Regions from separate parts of the Urocitellus parryii genome. Here region 2 is linked to region 1. Evidence: chromatin contacts called from public Hi-C data. All regions are on one chromosome and are shown on one strand. Each heading gives the region's core, a stretch centred on a gene start, on an enhancer-like site or on the middle of the called end of the contact. The rest is flanking DNA. Distances are from core to core; before and after follow the strand shown.

Evidence for each region. A called contact is a pair of places that touch in the nucleus more often than the background predicts.
Region 2: a Hi-C map of muscle shows a contact between it and region 1, with 8 times the contacts expected there. The contact joins the promoter of Trappc9 here to the promoter of Ago2 in region 1. A contact is called at or near these places in 2 of 2 Hi-C or Micro-C datasets (liver and muscle).

Annotation. Positions count from the first base shown.
Region 1 is chr7:3,260,337-3,265,720 of mUroPar1.hap1, forward strand. It overlaps Ago2 (argonaute RISC catalytic component 2), which reads left to right and starts at 3,131. Exons shown (of 19, transcript XM_026403026.2): 1 at 3,131-3,226. The coding sequence starts at 3,205.
Region 2 is chr7:3,412,977-3,418,360 of mUroPar1.hap1, forward strand. It overlaps Trappc9 (trafficking protein particle complex subunit 9), which reads left to right and starts at 3,132. Exons shown (of 24, transcript XM_077800373.1): 1 at 3,132-3,242.

The DNA.
Region 1 (5,384 bases), core at 1,881-4,380:
GAGACTGGGTCTCACTGAGTTGCTTAGTGCCTTGCTAAGTTGCTGAGGCTGACTTTGAACTTGCAATCCTTCTGCCTCAGCCTCCAAAGCCACTGGGATTACAGGTGTGCACTACTGTGCTTGGCCAGAGCTCTGTTCTTTTATAAATTATTCAATTTGTGACATTCAGTTACAGCAACAGAAAAGAGACTAAGATACCATCTCTGTTTCCCTCGTTTCTCTTTGTAGAAGTGAGATTCCTCATGCTTTGCTAAAGGCCCTGAGGAGGCCTGCACTCAACAAAATAGTGTAGTGTTGTTTGACCCAGTGCTTCTCAGTTTGTTCCTGGACCCTCTGAATTATGTTCAGATCATGCTTTGGGAATGAATATTGATCCCAGTGCTCATATTTTAGTCTTGAGGGAACTAAGGGCCCCCGAGCTGAGAGCTTTACAGGCCCCTTCTCGGGAGCTGGCTTTGTGCTGGCTTTCCCCCAGGCTCTTTTTTCTTTCCTGGATAGGTCCTGTGTGCCCTGCCAGCTGCAGAACAGCCTCGACTGTCCAGTCTCCCTGCCTGGGATTGGAGCCCACTGCCTTATCACAGCATCAGGAACCCCTAGTAAAGAGCCAAGTTGCAGCAGGGAGGAGCTGGCCCTGGGGGCAGGCTGAGTGCTGGGAGAGGGCTGGGGAGCAGGACCGGAGGGTTGGAAAGGGTCCGAATTGTGAAGAGAGAGGACTCAGCCACATGGAGGAAGTAGGGTCACTAACTACACGAGAAGAAGGCCGAGGAGAGGGAGCTTCCAGCTTCTCTGGTGGATGGTGAATCTGTTAGCCAAGCTGGAAGAGCAGGTGGGAAGAGGAGATGATGCACTTGGCTGGAGCTGTGGGCCTGAAGTTCTTTGGAGGCTGGGAACTGGGGCTGCAGGAAGGGGCTGGCGTCTGAGGAGGACAGGCGTCCAAGAGCCACCTGGCCAAGGAGTAACCTGAGTCCCAGTGCTGTGGGACCTGAACCCAGCCATTGCTTTTCGCCCTGGAAGTGCACAGGCAGACTGTATTAGCAACCCTTTGCCAGCAGGGGGCCCCCAAGTGTCAGGTCTGCGCAGTGAAGCAACACAAGGGCAGCTCGAGGAGACAGTATCTTGCTGTCCTCCAGGAGGGAAGCTTGGCAACAAAGTATCCCATTAGGATACTGTTAAGTTCCGGTCTCCTCCTTTTCTGAGGCCCTAGGAGCAGTTCGGCTTCCAGCGATTTAGGGCAGAAGCCAGTCTTGTGGGTGGGTGAAGGAGAGAGGCAGAGTGATGGGTGTCTGGGCGTTGGGAAACTGATGAGGTGGTGTGGTTCATAAGCAGGAGAGTGATAACCTTCATGATTAGTTGCAATGTTCTTTGTTGAGAAATACAGCAAAGGTACAGAAAAGTACATTAAAATGTCAATGTCTGAGTACATAAAAATGTGTTAAGGGTTGGCTGCAGAATGAACAGCCAGCAGTACTGCTGGTAGGAACAGGCTTGAAACCCAAGAGGCCCAGGGCTGTGCACCATATCAGCTCTGCCCATCATTCTGACGCTTACAGATATCTGTCTTGTTTTTCTGTGGATTTTTAAAATTTAATAACACATTAAACAATGTAGTTTAACTTAAGGGTTATTAGAACTTTATGAATGGAGCCGGGCAGAATGCCTACAGCCTCAGTGTGCTGAGACTCATCTGTGTCGCTGTATGTGCTGCAGTGGGTTCTCTTTAATAGCTGGATTCCATTCTAGCAGAGGCTTGATTTCTCATTGTACTGCTAGTGGGTACCCAGGAACCCCAGCAGTGTTCAGTCCTGGCTGTGTGAGCAGCACTGCATCCCATCCAAGATTCTTGAAGCACAGAAACCCATTTTTATCATGATGCTTTTTGTGGTTGCTGTTGTTTGTTTGAGGTGGGGTCTCCCTGTGGTGCCCAGGCGGGTCTCATCTCTTGGGCTCAAGAGATCCTCCCACCTCAGCCTCCTGTGCAGCTGGGACCATAGGCCACCACCTATCGCTATGATGATCCATTAGTATCATCCACTGTGAAGACTTAGGTCCCCCTTTTCCGTTTACCTGGAGGAGAGTGGTACTTTCCCTGCACTAACTTTGGGCCTTCCTTGAGGACTGCAAGTAACTAACAAACCTACTTGACCTCTTGGCAAGCAGGACACCTGTTTATCTTTTGACCTGGATCCTCAACACTGGGCATTGCACCCCACAAGCTGATAACACCTGTTTACAGGACAAGGGAAGGGGTTGGCACGGATGTTGAAAGATGATGAGCCAGTCTGGGTTTTATTTCCCCTTCTGTCTTCTAATCACCAATTAGGGGAGAAAACAGGAAACCACTGTCCGGCTTCTGCTGGACTCAGAGGCAAATGAAGGACCAAGAGTATTTGGGTTGGAGGAAAAACGGAAGCCAGCAATTGGGGAAGGTACAGAAATGCCCAAAAGGAGTATGAGGGAGGTCCATGAGGTCCGCAGGGCAAAGAGAGTGTGTTTGGATGCTCTGACCGGGGAGAGGGAGTGGTATTTGATCTGATCCTTGACAACTGTGAAAATTTACCAAAGACTGACTACTTTTTAAGTGCTTTATGCGGATTATCTGGGTGCTCGGACGCGCCGGGAGGTGGCAGTGTAGTCGCGTGCTAGGGCCGAGCTGCGCTCAAGTTCAAGCTCCGGGTCGGCAGAAGCTTCGCATTTGTTAATAACTTAAAGAGCCAGGCCGCGAGCTGGGGCCGGCTGCGCGGGCAGCCAGCGGACCCAGCGCCGCTCCGGCCTGCAGAGCTCTCCCCACGCGGCGAGGGACGGTCCCGCCCGGCGGCCCGGGCGCGCCCGCAGGGGCCCGGGCGGAGTCCCGCCGCGCCGCCCCCCGCTCCCCCGGGGCCTCGGGTCGCCGCGTCAGGCCGGCCCCGGGCTCCCCACCGCCCGGCCGAGGCCCCCGCCCGCCGCGCCGCGCCCGCCCCGCCCGCCCCGCGCGCCCGGCCCCGCCCCGCCCAGGCCCCGCCCCGCGCCCGCCCCCGCCGCCGCCCCGCCCCCGCCCCTCCCCCGCCCGCCGCCTCCGCCCGCCGCCGGCCGCGTCGGGTAAACCTGTTTGGCGACGCGGCCGCGCCGGGGCGGATCGTGCGGCCGGCGGCTCCCTCGCGGCTCGCGGCGTCGGGGCCCGTGGCGCGGCGGCCGGCCCTCGGCCCCGGAGCCCTCGGCGGCGCCACCATGTACTCGGGAGCCGGCCCCGGTGAGTGCTCGCGCGGCGGCGGCGGGCGGCGGGCGGGGGTCCGGCGGGGCGGGGCCGGGGTCCTCCGTCGTCGCCGTCCGGCCTGCTCGGCGCGGCCCCGGGCCCGCGCGGCCTGCGTCCTGCGCTCGGGCCTGCGCCCCGGCGGCCGCGCGCCTAGGCCCGGCCGGCGCCCACCGCCCGCCCGGCCGAGGGTCGCGGCCCGGGCGGGCGGCGGGCGGCGGGCGTCGCCGGCGGCTCTGTGGGCCGCCCCTCCTAGGCCCCGGCTCGGAGGGGAGTGGGAGGCGGCCCCCCCCTGGCGGGGCCGGGCCCGGGGCTGGCCGGGAGGCGCCCGCTGGCCGGGCCGCGGCTCATTCTCATTCCAGACACGCGGCTGGTGCGAGTGCTAATTGCCTCGTACGAGGTGCTAGGAGAGGTGGGGGGACGTGTCGGTGTCCTCAGCACCCCTCGACTACTCTGCCTCTCTCCTTGGAAAAGTTCCAAAAAACTTAAACCCATAAACATTTTTTTTCTTTTTCGTTTCCAATGCAGAGTAGTGGGGCCGTTTACTTGCTGGGCCGAGAAAACGGTCAAGTGCTCCACGGCTTTTTTGCCTTCTCCCGCCAGGCACGTGGCTCCTAAATTTCCCGGCACTTGGACCGGGCACTGCCTGCTCCCCTTTGTCCGCCACGCTCCAGCCTGCCGCCTGTCCACCTGGTCCACGGCTAGGTGGTTCACGTCCCCGGTCTCTCCAGACCTGCTCCAGATTGTAAGGTCTAGAAGCCTGCCCCATCCACTCAGGTCCCTAAATGGTGGCCCCACGGCTGTGTCTGTACACAATTAGCTCTGTGCTTTGTGAATTCTGAGCAGCTTTTTTTTTTTTTTTTTTTTTCCCCTGATGTCACTTAGCTGAGCCCAGGCTCTCTGACCAACTTTTAAACCCTCAGGGGCCCTCAACAGTTTGACTGATGAATGGTTTAACCTGCACCTAGAAGGTGCCACAGACCTGTGGCGAATGCTGGCCTCTGGAGATCCTGGCAGTCAGCCCCCTAACTGTGAAGTGGGCTGGGCAGCCCCTGCCCTGTAATGTGAGAATCTTCTAGAGCAGAGTTACAAAGGAACCCAGCAGATGTGAGTCATGAAGCTGTACATTTTTTCAGATGATCAGTTTTAAAGTTGAAGGCCCAGAAAATGTGAGGAACCTTGAGGAAGGTCAGGCTTCTGCCTTGTTTTATGTGTTGATGGTTCAGCTTGTTGAAATTGGTGGAGCGCCTTCATTTTGAAGGCAGGCAGCAGAGGCTCAGAGAGGTTAAGAACTCTGCCAAGGTCATGGAGCCAGGAGCATTAGAACAATCTGCCTGGCTCCACTCCTGAGCTGATTTTCTGAACCCTCCTTACAGAAAGTGGCTCTCAGTCCCTTTTGACCTTGACCCACAATAAAAAATACCTGTTAAGTCTAGGCTAGACTAGGCCATGCTGCGTACTTGTAACTGAAATGAGAACTTCAGGAAGTGGCATTGAGGCTGCTTGCTATGTGTACCTGCGCCAGGCTGTTGACTTGTCTATGGAACACTGCTTGAAGATGGCTTCTGTGCTGTGGGCTTCTGCTTGGTGGCCTAGCGGGGACACCCTTTAGCCAGCTTTCATGGGGAAAATAAATGTCTGCAGGATAATTCCTAGCTAATGGCTGGACAGGATTGAGCCCAAGCTCCAGGTGTACAAGCGTGCTGTAATTATGCGGTTCAGTTTTTTTTTTTTTTCTACCCAAGCTTTTAATTTTGTTTAAAAGGAAATTTTTGGAATAGAATCTCTTCAGTGAGACTCTTTCTAATATTTTGTTTCCTAATTTAGAATCCTAATTGCATCTGAATTGTAGAAAAGTTACAGATAGTTCTGCTACTTCCAATTGTTATAGACTTACTAAGCAACTTGTAAATTAATTTTAAAAATAAAGTTCACAGTAGGTTTATATTATTATGCCTGTTACAAAAAAATACTGTTACCTATGTGAAACTGAAATTTGGATTCCAAAGTTAGGAATGTTACTGTTTCTTAATTTTTCTGAACTATTGAAAAGAGTGAGGATAGGTGGATTTTGCATTGACCCTGAAACTTCATAGATCAATCAATTAGTTGTGGGCTCCCCTGGCCCCCCAGTACTGGGGATTGAAGCTGGAGGCCT
Region 2 (5,384 bases), core at 1,882-4,381, 150 kb after region 1:
AGGATGGCTTTGAACTTTCAATCCTCCTGCCTCAGCCTCCTGAGCCATTGGAATTATAGGTGTGCACCAGTACGCCTGGCCTTTCTTAGGATCTTTGTAGAGAGGATCTAGTATGGGTATGAGGTGGCTCAGATTATTTTAAAGGTTCCTTCCAACTTTGTACGTCTAACCAGGGCAGTCTTTGTATGCTCTTTGAATCCCAATATCCATTTCTCATATGCTTGGGAGATGTTAAAGCTGGTATAGAAGTAGAACCAAGTCCCAGAGACAGACTTGGGCCTGATCCGAACACCCCCACTTGGCAGCTGGACAGCCCCACCCCACTTGGGGCTGTGCAAGCTCTTACACCTGATGAGTATCTGTTTTCTCATTGACAAGGGTTTCGAATGATGGTTCCTTCCTCCCCTGCAGATAGGCTGAGAAGGTGAAATAAAGCGGGGATTATAAATAGGGAAATGCTGTACAAACATAAACAATGCTTCAGTTGGCCAGCTTTCCCAGTTGCTTGTCTTATCCATTTATAGAGAATAAGAACTACAGGAAGAGTACAGGTTGTGGAGTCAGACTGCCCAGGATTAGAATCCCCAAATAGCACCAGCCTCTTGTGTGCCCCTAGCCAAGTGGTGTGTCCTTTCTGGACCTCAGCACTCAAAAAAGCCACTTTTTGTGGATCTGTGAAGTCCCTGAGTGAGGCATAGAGCCTGGTTCCTGGCACACAGCCCTCCGTCACTGGTGGTTCTTAAAGATGTCTCTTTTCTGTGTTCTATAACATTAACCACATAGACCTTTATCATGCTGAGGCCCTCCCCTGCCCTCTGCCAGCTCTCTGTGTTGTCTAGTGGGCACCCTTCCTCAGTCCTCACCCCCCCCCCCTCCACCGAAGATGCTTCCTGGCATGCTAGAAATCCCCTCTACCTGTTTTTCTCAGAAGATGTGTTTTGTTTATAAATCATTCCTACTCCTTAAAATTCAATAAAAACTCAATTGGTTTCCTACTGGTCCTGGGCAGGGATGAGGGGTAGCATATTATTATTTTATAAAAAATATGAATAATAACATAAGACATAAAACAGTCTTGGCCATACAGGAAAGGGCCAATAAATGCTTGCTAGCTTACAGCATAAGGGTTGGTTCAGACCATTTTTTCTGTTGCTACTGTGTTTTCTGAGAAAACTAGTCCTGGCTTCTATTACTGTCTTTTTTTAAATTGGAAAAAAAGCATGCATATAGTGAAATATTCACACAGAACATTAAAAATACACAAAGGAGAGCGACTCCCTCTCCCTGTTTTCTGTCTTTCCTGGAGATGTCACCTATTAAGAATTCCGTCTGAGGCTGGGGATAGAGCTCAGAGGGAGAGTGGAGCTCCTCTAGCACACAGGAGGCCCAGGGTCTGATCCTTTGCACTGCAAGGGAAAAAAATTCCTTCTGTGCTGTGCATAGTCTAAGCTATGTGTGTGAATCCTCTTTCCTTTGTCTTAAACCCAGAGCAATTTACACCTTTGGGTGGCTTCTGTTGCTATTTGGCAAGCTGGGTGCTATGGCCCTGGAGTTGACACGTCCCCTGCACCCGTCATGGAATTTGATTGCTGGGGTCCTCCAAGTGGGGGATGAGCAGGCTTCAGGCTCATGTTCTGACCTCTGACTGACATTAGCAGTTGGGCCCTACCACCCTGCAGATTAAACATGCCCGAGAGAGTCCCTTGCCACACACCCCTTAGTCTTTCTGCAAAAGGAGAAAAGGATAGTTGTGCACTGAGACCCCCTGAGTGCCATAAAGCATATAAGGCTGGGGCTTTCTGGGAATCTGAGGCAGCATGAAGATCCCCCTTCAATCCCTGATTCTTGTAATCATGCCAAAAAAATTTTCAAGACATGTTGCTAAGAGTAGCAGGCATGAGTTTATTAGAAAGGACAGGAAAGGGGAAAGGAAGACACTCTCAAGGGAGAGAGTGGGTCCTCTCAAGAGAGGGGACAGCCCACCTCTCTTACTCTCCGGTTTTATTGGGTGGGGGGAGTGTCCTAGAGTGTCTTTAGAGTTCTGCCCAGGTCCACCTCTTGACTTTTGAGTGACAGCAGGATGACATCAGATTTTTTTTTTTTTTAATATATTTTTAGTTTTTAGTTCTCGGCGGACACAACATCTTTGTTGGTATGTGGTGCTGAGGATCGAACCCGGGCCGCACGCATGCCAGGCGAGTACGCTACCGCTTGAGCCACATCCCCAGCCCACGACATCAGATTTTCAAGTCCCCACTACCATGACAACTCTAGGTCACTTTGGCCCAGGCTGACCAGTTCTAATTGGACCTTGTTCTTAATGGTTTCACGATCAGGGGGGTGATCCTCATCTCCCTGAGTTCTGGAATCTGGTCTGTGTAAGGGTCACAGTGTGTCTCCCCACTCCCTCGCTGCCTGGGTAACATGTGCTCTTAACTGCATTTCCCGGGCCTGCTTTTCTCCTGCAGATGACAGATTGTTTGGGGAGGAATGTAACATATCTTGGGGACTTAAGACAGGCAGGGCTGCAGGCAAATTGCTTTTTAAAAGTGAAAACGTGGGGGTCAGCACAGGGGACCCAGTTTTAGAATGATTCCCTTGGCCTCATGTTTCCGCCCATCACGTCTCTTTGTCCCCTATCACTAGGGTTTTTTCATTTGGGGGCAGATACTGGGGATTGAACTCAGGGGCACTCGGCCACTGACCCCCATCCCCGGCCCTATTTCGTATTTTATTTAGAGAGAGGGTCTCACTGAGTTGCTTAGCACCTCCATTTGCTGAGGCTGGCTTAGAACTCACGATCCGATCCTCCAGCTTCAGCCTCAGGCCAGTCACTAGGGGTTTTGCAGGGGCCTCTACTACTATTCCTGAGGGATTAGTGAGTGGCCGGGAGACAGGGTGCCCGGCCCCAGGAGCAAAAGCTCTGCTCTTCATTTCTGCTTCTCTCCCTCCAGTCTTCCTTTCTTCCTCCAGGTCTCTCCCTCCCTCCACCTCCTCCCTCTCCTTCCCTCCCTCTCTCCCGCTCCTCCCGGTCCAGCTCCGCCCACCGCACGCGCTTCCCCGCGTCGGTGTGAAAACCCGGGCCGGAGCGCCGGCAGGACGGGATCTGCGCATGCGCAGAGGGGCGCCGCTCGGCCCCAGTCGGAAGCGCCAGCCGTGAGCCGGGGGAGCGGCCGCCGAGGCAGCTCGGCCCGCTGCCCGTCAGGCCGTTGGCTCCTGCTCCGGCCCGGGCCACCGGCTGCGTAAGTGCGAAGCGGGGGGCTCCGGGTCAGGGAGTCGGCCGGCCCGGGGAGGGCGCGTGTGGCGGCCGCGCAGCCGCCGTGGCCTCGCGGAGGGGCTGGCCAGCTCACACCTGCCCGGCCGGGTCTGCCCACCTGCCCCGGGTCGCCGCCCCGCCCGGCTGCGATCGGCCCCGCTGGCGGCCCCGGTGCCCGTGTGCCCTGCGCGCACCTGTCCCGGGCCGTGTCCACGCCCGCGGCAGACTCCGGCCGCACCTGTCCGGTCCCGGGCCGCACCTGCCGCTGGGCCGGGCCTGGGCGCGCCGGGTCCGCGCGGTGCCCGCCGCCTCCGTTGGGTGCCCTCGGGCTGGCGCTCCCGGTGCGGGCGGCGACACGCCCCTCGCCCCGGGACCCGCCGCGCTCCTGAAGTCGGCTGCGGGAGGAGCGCCTCGAACCCTCCCTGCAACTCTCGCTTGTGCTTGTGCGGGTGCAGCCGTGGGGCAGGAAAGTGTCACTCCGCGCTGGCCTGTGATCGCCTCTGTCAGTGTCCCCTCCGCCCGCTCACCTTCCCGACCACGTAAATGCCACCATCCCCCCTTTTTTGTGATACTGGGTACTTAACCCAGGGGCATTCTACCAATCAGCTGCACTCACTTTGAGACAGGTTCTCCTAAATTGTTGAGGCTGGCCTTGAACTTGCCATCCTCTTGCCTTGGCCTCCAGAGTAGCTGGGATTACAAGCATGCACCACCTTATGCGTCCATAAAAGCCTTTCAACTGGAAGTTTTCTGGTATTAGGATGCAGTGTGTTGTCTTCACATGTTTTTGTGGAGAGGGAAATTAAAATGCTGAAAGCAGGGCTCTGTTCATTTCATAATGAGCTGGAGGTTTGAGGCTATGACTGAAACCCACCCCACCCCCTCATTTAAACCAGTGACTGCTCATTTCTAAAAAGCACAGTAGCTACTTCCTGGGCTAGCTTTATTAATATTTGAAACAGAAGCACCAGCCTCACCATGTTGGAGACCTAAGAATGTTGCAGTACTACAGATTTGTCAAGATTTTGTTATGTTTTAAAAATTACAGAGTAGACTAGTAGTGGAGAAGGAAAAATAATTGTCAAGACCCCCCCCCCCCCCCCAGTGTTGAGAATTGGTCCCAGGACCTCAGGCATGCCAGGCAAGCACTTTACTATAATCTACATCCCCAACTGGTTTTAAAAATTTTTGAGACATGGTCTGGCTAAATTGCTAGAAGTTGTGATCCTCCTGTCTTGGCCTCCTGAGTATCTGAGATTACAGGCATGCAGCCAGGCTCAGGAAATGTTTAAAAAATGACAACTTTATTGATAAATCCTTTACCTAGCAGAAAACCTGCTTGTTTAAGTGTATTTTCCAGATATTTTCAATATATTTACCATTGCGCAACCACTACCATTCCAGAACATTTTCCATCATCCCAGAAAGAAGCTCCACATCTGTTTGCAGCCCTTTCTCATCCCCCTGCTCCCCACTCCCCACAGCCACTGATTTGTTTTGTGTCTATGGATTTGCACGTTCTGGCCGTTTCATATTAGTGCCATACGTGTTGTTTGTGTCTGGCTTCTTTCAGCATAAATCATCCACGTTTTAGCAAGTGTCAATACTTTGTGCTTTTCTGTGGCTGAAAAACATCCCATGGCATGGATAGACCATCTTTTGTGTGTCTGCTTGGCACAATGCTCATCTGATTTGTTTCCTCACTTTGGCTAATTTGAATGTTGCTGCTATGTACAAGGTTTTGACCTGCGGGGACACATTTTCAGATCTCTTGGGTACATACCTGGGAATAGAATGATAGTTTTCTAGCAACTCTGTTTCACTCTTTGAGAAGCTACCATGCTGAACAAATCCATTTTGATGTCTTCATAGTTTCGCTAGCTTTGTCCCGGACATTGTCTGCCTGGTATTGGGCTATGTTCCATTAGATCCCCTGGAAGGAGGCAGTAGGGAGGCCGGGCTGGAGCCTGAGCTCCAGTTTGCCAGTGTGGAGCAGGACCAGAGCAGGCTATGAGGCTGGGCTTCCCATGTGAGCCTGAAGGTGACTTGCACCTACCCCAGGGGTGTTGTGAAGTCTGAAGTGTGAAAAGTTGTCCACAATTTTAGTATACTTCCTGTTCTCAGCTTC